Linked DNA regions of Gossypium hirsutum: region 1 is linked to region 2. The links are chromatin contacts, called in public Hi-C maps. All regions are on one chromosome and are shown on one strand. Each heading gives the region's core, a stretch centred on a gene start, on an enhancer-like site or on the middle of the called end of the contact. The rest is flanking DNA. Distances are from core to core; before and after follow the strand shown. Region 1 holds the start of LOC107900934 (protein CURVATURE THYLAKOID 1A, chloroplastic). Region 2 holds the start of LOC107900937 (jasmonoyl--L-amino acid synthetase JAR4).

The links. Hi-C and Micro-C count contacts between places; a contact is called where the count stands out from the background.
Region 1: a contact with region 2 is called in a Hi-C map of leaf, with 1.8 times the contacts expected there. The contact joins the promoter of LOC107900934 here to the promoter of LOC107900937 in region 2. A contact is called at or near these places in 3 of 34 Hi-C or Micro-C datasets (all in leaf).

Annotation. Positions count from the first base shown.
Region 1 is chrD08:49,850,557-49,855,953 of Gossypium_hirsutum_v2.1, reverse strand. It overlaps LOC107900934 (protein CURVATURE THYLAKOID 1A, chloroplastic), which reads right to left and starts at 2,588. Exons shown (of 5, transcript XM_016826721.2): 1 at 2,063-2,588; 2 at 1,383-1,471; 3 at 1,183-1,290; 4 at 1,026-1,097; 5 at 448-667. The coding sequence starts at 2,219. The coding sequence ends at 602.
Region 2 is chrD08:49,683,476-49,688,596 of Gossypium_hirsutum_v2.1, reverse strand. LOC107900937 (jasmonoyl--L-amino acid synthetase JAR4) reads left to right here and starts at 3,832. Exons shown (of 5, transcript XM_016826728.2): 1 at 3,832-4,153.

The DNA of each region.
Region 1 (5,397 bases), core at 1,339-3,838, 170 kb before region 2:
TATTTAGAGGATCCTATTCCTAATATCAATGTCCAAATATGCGTTGGATATGGTTACTTTTGGGGGGGGGGGATGCAGAGTTGTGTGCTGATGTGAGTCTCAAGTATGATATCAATCTGGGTATTGAATGTGGTGGCAGCTGGTTAATATTAATTAGCTATGAATGTTATATATTGGTTCCTCTACCTCTAGAAAGCTTCTCCAGCTTTAGAATGACATTCAGGTGACTCCTCTGTTGTATAGGAAAAGAGTTGCAATTTAACTATGGTTTCTTGAGAGATATTAAGAAGTGTTGGCAATTTGCATGCTCGAATTTGTTGCTTTGTTTCTGCACAGTTGATGAACCTTGACATGATAAAAGGGCGAGTCAATGTACATTTTAATGGAAGAAATGGGATATCTCTGCACTAAACATGGCATTTATATGTAGTAGGAAAACTAGAGGCATGCGCATAAAATTGACAAGTTTTATTCCAGGAACAGGGGAAATATAAAGGTGACAAGAATTCATACAAGGAATCCCTACAATTACAGGATAAAGATGTCTCTTTTACAGGATACAAGAAGGCCAGATTAGCATGCCATTGCCAATCCTGTACATCTATTCAGTTCCAGCAATCTTCTTCTTCAGTGCCTCAATATCCGTAGCTAGTTCTTTCCTGCTTGACTGAGGTAATACGCATGTTGTTAGCACACGGCTTTTAGTGTTCATATATATGATCGGATACTATAGTCTGATAACCAATTTGATTTTAATCGTAAATTAATCCACCCTTTTAAGTTGAACACCACCTCTAATATATAAGCTAGATTTAAGAGTTCAAAGTGAGCACTTGCAACTAAAAAATGCTGATTCAAAACCATCAAATACATCATTGTCTCTTCATGCATTTGTAAATTTCCCTTTAGAGTTATCAAGTTGAACAATTTGCAAGTGTTTAAATGATGTGGCTCACCCATAAAGAACTCGGATTATTCCACACACAAAATTCATGGGACGTTATATTTTTTGACTGAAATCTTACCTTGAAGAGAAGGTATCTATAGACAAACCATCCTGAATATCCGAGTCCAACCAACTCCATTATCTTTGGAAGCTGATAAGCACAGAAATGCATTGATTTCAGATAGGATTAGCATATAAAACAAGTTAGAAAGTGTAGCATGAAGAGTTTCACTTACCAAAGGCACTGAGTTAATGGCACTAACAAGAATAGATGATAGCCAAACGGCAACTATTGCCCCACCACCATAAAGAAGAACCGTGGTCTTGTTCTCAACTTTATCCCACTAGAAAACCACGAAAAAAGCCAAGTCAGGCACTCAGTTCAGCAAGTTAAAAGAGCAAGAAATTGATTATGTGCAGGCCACCATTTTCGCACCTTTTCTTTCAAGTCATCAAAAAGCTCCCCGGTATCGACAGAGGTGTCCTCTGTTGCTTTTGTTTGGAGAAAAGGAAACCTCCGGGATTCTGTACCCAAAACAACAGGGTAAATAGAAGGCCAAGGAATACGTAGCTCAAAGTCTTTCTAAGAAATGCATATACTATGACAGAGAACCAAATAAAAACTATTTGTTGTTGTGGCATTATAAAGGAAGAGCGCTATATATTAGACCACTTCATAGTTGTTTTACCTATCTATTCATGTTATACGAACATGTCCGACATTCATCCAGAGTTGTTACTTGCATTCTATCCCATACTTGAATTGGCACCAATTCATCCCCATTTGAAATTTGGGGTCCCAACTGCCATATGATCGTCCAAAAGATTGACCCATTTTTATCAGACAAAGCCTCCATAATTAGTTTACTGCAACTACTCTTAACACGTGTGATTGTCACCACTCTAACGTTTCTGATCCTACACCCACCACCAATGATTTCATTTCCCAAAAAACCAGTCTCAATTCCGAATATGGTGTTTGGAAGAACCGGATATAAAAGTGAACTCTTAACTTATATGACCATTAAGCTTTCATTTTCATTCAATAAAATCAAACAAAAGGAAGAGCAGGCAAGTGAAGTGAGGCGTTAAAAGGGGGAATGTTAACAGCAGTACCTGGAGTTAGCTTAACGGACGAGGAAAAGGAAGAGGTGGAAACGCGAGGAGGGAGAGGCGGCAAGGCGGAACAGCGGGTTGTTCTAACGGCTGCAGGAACACGAGGAATCAACACGGCGGTGGCCGACATGGAAGCTGATGCTGCTGCTGCCGCCATTTTTTCCTCAAAAATTAATTATTGCTATTTCTGAGATAGATAAGCGCCCTCTTGAACGCTACAAATCCTATCCTTTCCTTTCCTTTTGCTGCCTTATTTCACAGTAGTATTCTTCCTTGCTTTCAAAAAAAAAAAAAAGAAAAAGCTCTTCTTAAAAAAATTTCGTTTTCTAATTTATTTTTGTCTGAATTTTTGAATTACCTAAAAGTAATAATAAAAAAATGGTATTATTAGTGTGGGTGACGTTTTGGTGGCAGACGAATGGAGTGATGGACAGGTGGATAAGATTTTTGAAGGAGGATTAGGATTGGTTGGTTCCCTATCTATATGCAATCCATGTTTTGAGGAATAAGGGGTCATAGCCCACTAGCTACACCTCTTAAATGGGCGGGTTATCACGACTTTGATTATTGTTAAAAACTTTCACTCAGTTTACTCGAGGTATATTAATTTTTCTATAAATCAAGGTCTTTTTTTTATATAAAATTATAATTTAACTTTTATCGAAAATTTACCATTTATTTTGAAAGCCGTTAAAAAATATTCATCATTTTATTTTAAAGATGTTTTTTTAGTTTAGTTAAATAAAATTGTTCAATTCTGGTTTTGTTAAAATATGAATTTTAATACTATGATTGGATTCTTTTTAATGTGAGGGTAATACTACGATTCATGAGGGAGGAACCAATTGGGCATGCCTTTTTAGAATTCTTGCTTGGCGCATATGAAGTAATCACAATCTTTTTATTTTTCAAGGATAATTTTGGAGCCCAAGTGACATAGTCAAAATTTCGTATAGTTGGGCCATATAATTCTTTTCGGCCTTTAATACGAAAATGGTTGGTTGCCACGATTTATCCTATGAAGAACATGTTAGAAAATATGGACATCACATATATAATAAGGATAATTACATGCTATTATTATTTACTATCATGATAGGTTAGTTCAAATTAAAAGTGATCTAATTTAGTTAATGTTTTATTGGGCTTTAATTATTAAATAAAGTATGAGTCAAATATGTGTAGATACTCTAGTAATTGAGTTCTAATCAAATTCTAATTAATGATGCGCTAATTAAGAATTAGAACTAATATGACAATATTATAAATATTAGGGTTATGGTCTCCAAATTATATACAAGATATCTTTTCTAATATCTCATCCTTAAGAAAGAGAGAGCAAATATTATCTCAATTTCTTGTGTGCTAATTTGAAAAATCAAATTCCCAGATCTGGAAAAACTTCAAGGATTTTAAGGATTAGGTATGTTTCCACATCTAATTTTATTCTTGTTTTGTTCTTAATGATTTGACATGACAAGATCCTGATTTATGATTTATTAAGTTTTATATCATATCTTAATTCATAATTCTAACAAGTGGCATTCAAGCCTCGAGCATATCAAATAATTGGGAATTGATTAAGGTTCTTCATTTGAATGATTGATTCATGAAATTTTATGGGTTTTATATTTCGTATATATATGTTGATCTTTGAAGGTTTATATTAAAGTCTTTTTTTTTTAGATTTTGATTATATTGAATTCATATTAAAATTTTAGGGTTTTATTTTAATTTTTAATTTAGGTGATTTTCAAATTGATGAATTTAATTATAAAGTTTGAAATATTTTACTTCAGTGAATAATCATGTTAAATTCAAAAAAAAAAATTCATTCTTCGTAGTCCTATGTTTCAATTTCTATTAAATGAATAAATAAACCTATACGACATTTAGTTAAAAAATAAATGGAAAAGAAGTTCACAGTTTCGTATATTTCATTTATATATAAATATATAATATATGCATGTTTTGATTGGTTTAATGCCTCTTGTTTTGGAAAATTATATAAATATATATGATTATCTTTTAATTTGATTGAAAGATGAAATTACGGTAAATATTTTGAAACAAATAAATTCAGATTTTGGCTTTTAATTAAGGATGTCTAATATTTTAAATAGATTAGTTGAAACAAAATGTCGCCAAAGTGACCTCTTTTGTGTAGATTAGTTTATTTGAAATATCAAGATGATTATATGTTTTTGTGATTCATGCGTTTATTGATTGACCCGAAGGTAAGTTAATATTTGACAGAATTTCAATGACATCTGTGGTGATAAATGTGTGACAATTATAATGTATTTTATGTGAGCAATAAGTTAGTCCAAAGATTAATTAATTGTTTGACATTATTTATTGTCAATATTTGATTGCTACAACAAGAGTATCACTTACTATTAATATTACTGTCTAAAGACTTGATATTAATGTTCTGCTTGGTATCTTGAGATGGGATTAGCCATTATCTTGAATTTATTGTTTCCTTATGAATATTTATGTGACCTTGTTTTTATTTGTTCTACATTCAACTAATTCATATTCTGCTACCACAATATCTGCTAATATAAATTCTATACCCATGCTTAATGGGACTAATTTTAAGGAATGGAAAAGACACTTATAGTGCTTGCATGTATAGACATAGACCTTGCATTAAAGGATGAACAACCTGCACCTCTCACTGCGGAAAGCACCCCTGATGTTAAGAGGGATCTTGAGAGGTGGGATCGTTCAAATTGCATGAGTCTAATGATCATGAAACACAGCATTCTAGAAGCCTTTAGAGGTACAGAATCTGAAGAGATTACTCAAGTCAAAGGTTTCCTTGATGAAATTGAGAAATGTTTTGCTAAAAATGATAAAATTGAGATGACATCACTTCTTACTTCTTTGATGTCTATGAAGTATAAGGGTCAAGGAAACGTAAGGGAGTACATTATGGAGATGTTACATATTGCTTCAAGACTTAAGGCACTTAAGATAGAGCTTTCTGAGGAATTACTTGTTCTTATGGTTTTGGTATCGCTTTCTGCACATTTTAATCAATTTAAAATTAGTTATAACTGTCAAAAGGAAAAATGGACTCTAAATGAGATCATTTCTCATTGTGTTCAAGAGGAAGAAAGGTTGAAGCGTGATAAGTCTGAAAATGCTCATTTGGCCAATACCCCTAAAGACAAAGGTAAAAAAAGGAAAATATCAGAATGAAACTGCTAAGGGTTCAGCTAAAAAAAAAACAATAGCAAGCTATAGAGATTTGTTTCTTTTGTAACAAGTTTGGACACGTAAAGAAAGATTGTACCAAATATCATGCTTGGCATGCAAAGAAATGT
Region 2 (5,121 bases), core at 2,583-5,082:
CATCATACTATTTAATAATCAAAGTTTAATATCTTAAGAAATCAGGTAAAATGTCATGCAGAATAAAAACAAACCTAAGTCCTAAATCCCATACATAATTCAAATAAAACATTCCAATCCTCAAATAATAAAATAAATCAAAAGACTAAGCTTTTAAGTAATTGAAAATTTAAAATAGACAGTGTTGAGACCCTCCGGATAACGTGCCCGTGTCCTAACTTGGTGGGTTATCTATAAGGATGAAAATTTAAGGTGAGTGAGCTTTGAAGCTGATGCTTGAAAATGCTGGGAAGAGTGTGATGAAATAGCTCGTTGCTATATGCTAGAAAGCATGACCAGCACTCTATATAAGCAACTAGAGAGCTGTACGACTACTACAGCGATTCTAGATAAGCTAGAAGACATGTTCGGAGGCCAAGCTACCTTGGCTCGACAGTCTACTATAACTAGCTTAATGAATGCCCAGCAAAAGCCCGACACTCTGGTAAAAGCTCATATGATCACTCTTACGGGCTACTTTGCTGAGACTGCAGACAATGAGTCCAATTTGTACCAAAACACCCAAATAGAGATCAAGGTTATCCTATGAGGGCAACACACTAATGACAAGGTCATTGGACGAGCATTAAGTAGTTGCTTTCATAATGGTATGTCGTCAAGGAGAACTCAATCACGATACTATAGTGGACTGACTTCGTGACTAAATGAGTTTATAATTAATAAACGAAAAGCCAAAACTTAAATATAAATCATTTGAGCCTCAGCTACATATATCCAATCGGTCCCTCCGCTAACTCGTTGAAACCAGAAATGAACTGCGTGTTTGAATAAATTGAACGAGCATTGAGCAGTTGCTTTCGTAATGGTATGTTGTTGAGGAGAACTCAATCACGATACTATAGTGGAATGACTTCGTGACTAAATGCGTTTATAATTAATAAGCGAAAAGCCAGAATTTAATTATAAATCATTTGAGCCTCAACTACATATGTTCAATCGGTCCCTCCGCTAACTTGTTGAAACCAGAAATGAATTGTCTGTTTGAATAAAAATGAACGAAATGAATAGGAAAAGAGAAATAAGAAACATTCAAGAGTGATTATGATTTTCTCTGGAATGGAGAAATGTAATCATTTGGAAATAAAAGTAGGTTTCCAAAAATGGAAATGAAAATGAAAATGGGGCTTTTAGACTGTTTTGAAGCCCGAAAAATGAAAATAAATTATTCGATCATGGTGAACATGTTGAGTTGTGGCATATTGAACAAACTTTCTTGAAATTTTACCTGTGGTAAAATCGTCAAAATTTTACTTGAGTAAAATTGGGATGAGAAAATTATTTAATATGTAAATATTAAAGTTTATTTTGAAAAATAGAAAAACTAAATCCCGTTGGATCACATTATAGAGTATTGGGTCAAAAAGGTCCAGGAAGTATTTGTAATTAGATATGATGTAAGAGAGGCCCATAACCCCTCATATAACATGAAGGGGTGGCAACCCTAGTAGAAATACAAGGGTGAGTCGTTCACCCCTCTCCTAATCTAAGTAGGATGTTGTATTTCTATTTAAAATAAACCTCTAAAACTCTACAAGGATTCTACTTTCTTTTCCTATAACTAGATAGCACCGATAGAGCTATTAACACAACTTTTGAGAGATTGTTATTCTGCCAAAAAATAGAAAGAATTTATTCTCAACTTATAAACATATTTTTCAAGATAACAATTTTACCGGTCTCTATTAAAGAAGAAAGAATTTACGTTTTCACCCTAAAAGGATCTTTTTCTAGTTCTGTATTTTGATTCAATTGGTTCGAGCCCACACTCGAAACAGTTCGTGGTACGAGAATAGTGGAGAAGATAATTTGATAGAAAGACGAAAAACATAAAGGATTCTCTCATCCAAAAACATAGGTACGAATTCGGTTAAGGTTTATTACTATAAATATCACAATCGGGCCGGTTTTTAAAATTTTAATTTTTCGCTGTGCAAGACAACTGTTTTCAAACCAGATTTTTTCCAACAGAACTTTGGTTCTCTAGGCAATTTACTAATCTCCTAACCTTCAATACTAAGGCTCATTTCTTGGTGATTTTATTAATTCTAACCCTATATATCCTAGGGTGTTACACGTCTTGTCAATCAGGCGAAAGATTCTCCGACACCTTAGATAGTCGCGCCATTGTAGATCACAACGTCAACACTCTTTATAATTATCAATATTACTAAAAATACCAGATCTCCTGCACATGAAGAAGAGAAAGAAAGAGGGAATTAGAGGACCTAAGAGTACCCACCTTTTAGCTAACTTATTACTCTTCAAATTTATTGATTTGGAGATGTGTGGAATATACAACGGTGACCATACATTAGTTTTTGACTTTAATATAAAAAAGTACAAGAATTTGATTTGTTTTTTTTTTTGGCTTAATGTTAATTTGGCCTTGAATGTTTACATTTTTTACCAATTTGACTTTTATCCTTTTTGTAAGCTAAGTTTGACCATTCTTTCAAAATGAGTCAATTTGCTTTTCTTTAACAAAAATACTGACTAAAACATTAATCTTTTAATGATGATAGTGTGGCAACCTGCGTAACAATCTATGCGTGTTTTATGCTGACATTACACTATTTGTCTTACAATCCGCATCAATAAATAATTTTAAAATTATAAAAATATTCAAAAAATAAAAAAAAATCAAATTTCCAAAAAAACCTATAAAATGTTCATAGAAAATAGCATGAAGTACATGTGGATTGCAATGCGAGTTCCTATGTTTAAAAATATAATGTTTTAGTCGGTATTTTCATTAATTAAATAATAATTTGACTCTTTTTGAAAGGTCAATAGCCAATTTTAACTCTTTTTTAAAAGGTTGAAGATCAAATTGATAAAAATATAAATATTAAGAGTTAAATTTATCATTATACTTTTTTAATATAAAGGCTTAATAAAAATTTTTATCATGCCTTGCTTTTAAATATTTAATGTATTTAAGAAGGAAAATCAAGAAGAGGAATAAAATAAATAAATGATTTATATTCTAGACTTAAAAGTTGAAATTGATATTTTATTGTTAATATTAAAAATAAATGAAAAATATTTTTTTTTCAGAAGGATAAATATTAACGTAAATTCAAACATCAATCTAAAATAACAAAAAAATTGAAGTTTGATATTAATTCTTAAAGGTAGATAATTTTTTTATATAATTAATATTTTAACAATTTAATAAGACTCAATAGGTATGGGCATTGTTGTCAATGCAAGAGGATGTGAGATTGAGTACGTTGAAGTGTATTATCCTCCTATTTATGGGTTGGGAAATGGCTATGGGTACTTCTAAACATTGTGATAAAATATTTCATTATCTATTCTTGTAGATTATACATGTAAAGTTTAACATAAATTCAAAATTTCTAAATATTTAATTTATGTAAAAAAATTCAATAGTTGAATATTATATTAATTCAAAATTTTATATGCATGGTAAATACAAATATGTTGATAAATTTAATGGTTAAATTGTTAAAATATTACTCTTATATAAAAAATACGAAGATGTATAAAATTACTTATAACTTATATAAAATTCTCTTCAAATATAAATAGACATAAATTCAAGTGCGTAGCTAGGGGCTAGTAGGGGCTTGACCCCTTAAAATAAAAAAAATTCTATTTAGACCATATAAAATTTTAAATTAGTAAAAATAAATTTATATTTTGACTAAAAATGATAAAATTTTAATTTAATAAAAATTTACATTATTATTACCCTAACAACAACATGTTTTAGGCTTTTAGCTTCTCCGCTGTATAAATTAATAACAAAAATAAAATTATGATCGTATTTACTCTGGAAAGACTCCATTAGGAGATTGGTTATATATTATATATGGTCGGATATAGATATATATGAAGGCCAGCGCGAATATCCATTGACCAACTCAACTACCCAATTTCAACCCCTCCGTACATACAGAAAATTCTTTGTTTTCCAGTGAGGATAACGCGGTGTTTTTGAGTTTTTTTTTTTTTTGTTTTAGAACCTCTCTTTCTGCTCCTCCTTTTTTTTCCTCAATTGAGAGTTGTTTAATTCATGCTCTAAAGCTGCTGAGAGAAGGGAGATTTCTAGATTCGGATTTTCGAGGTATGCTGAAATTAGAGTTCTGTTTGTTATTTTATTTGATTTGTTTCGAGGTTTCTATAATGTTTGGTTAGTATATTAGTGCTTAATGGGTTCTTTTGGTTGTTTAGAAGGCTGATGAACGTGCGGGGATGTTTATCTTTGAAGAATTAAACTTAGTTTTGGAGTTTTATTTTTTATTTTTTTAAAAGTTTGGGTGAGGTAATGGAGGGAAGTGGATTCAATTCAAGCTTTTAATTGTTCTGGAAATAAATTGTCTCCAATTCACTTATTTAGCTATTTTTTCCCGTAATATGAACATATTACGGAATTTATGAAAAATACAATTCTCCTTCTTCTTCTTCTTCTTCTTCTTCTTCTTCTACTACTACTACTACTACTGACTTTTAGCGTTTACTTTTTCATGGATCTATGTAAGTTGGTTGTAATTTCTGATTGGAAACTTCGAATCTGTATGACTGTTTTGGCCGAATGATTTAGAATAAATTTCAAGGAAATTAGACGATGAACACCAAAACAGCTTATTGAGAGTTCAAAACGAAAAGATAACTTTTAGTGGATTCATCTAAAACGAGAGCTAATGGTTTAAATCTTAAATCTTATTGAGAGAAAAGCTTACAGGAAAACTGCAGATATCTTCGAAAATTTGCAATTATTATCTTTTTAACTTTTGGTGATCATAAACTTCAAAGTTCATCTTCTAGTACTACTTGATTCTTCTAAATTCCTTTCTTCTCAGGGATGAAAATTTAGATTCATTGAAACTGAATGAAAACCCTTTTATGGCGAAAATCCCAGTGTTTGGTTACAAATACTTTTCAAAGCAACCTATTTATATTTTATAGTCTAATTATATTACCAAAGCCGCCAAGCGTGCTAGCATATAATTTAAATCTTAAGATAAGTGAAGTTTCAATATTGGTTTTTCATCTAAGACTTAGTTCTTAGAAGACTAGATTTGATTTGTTGCA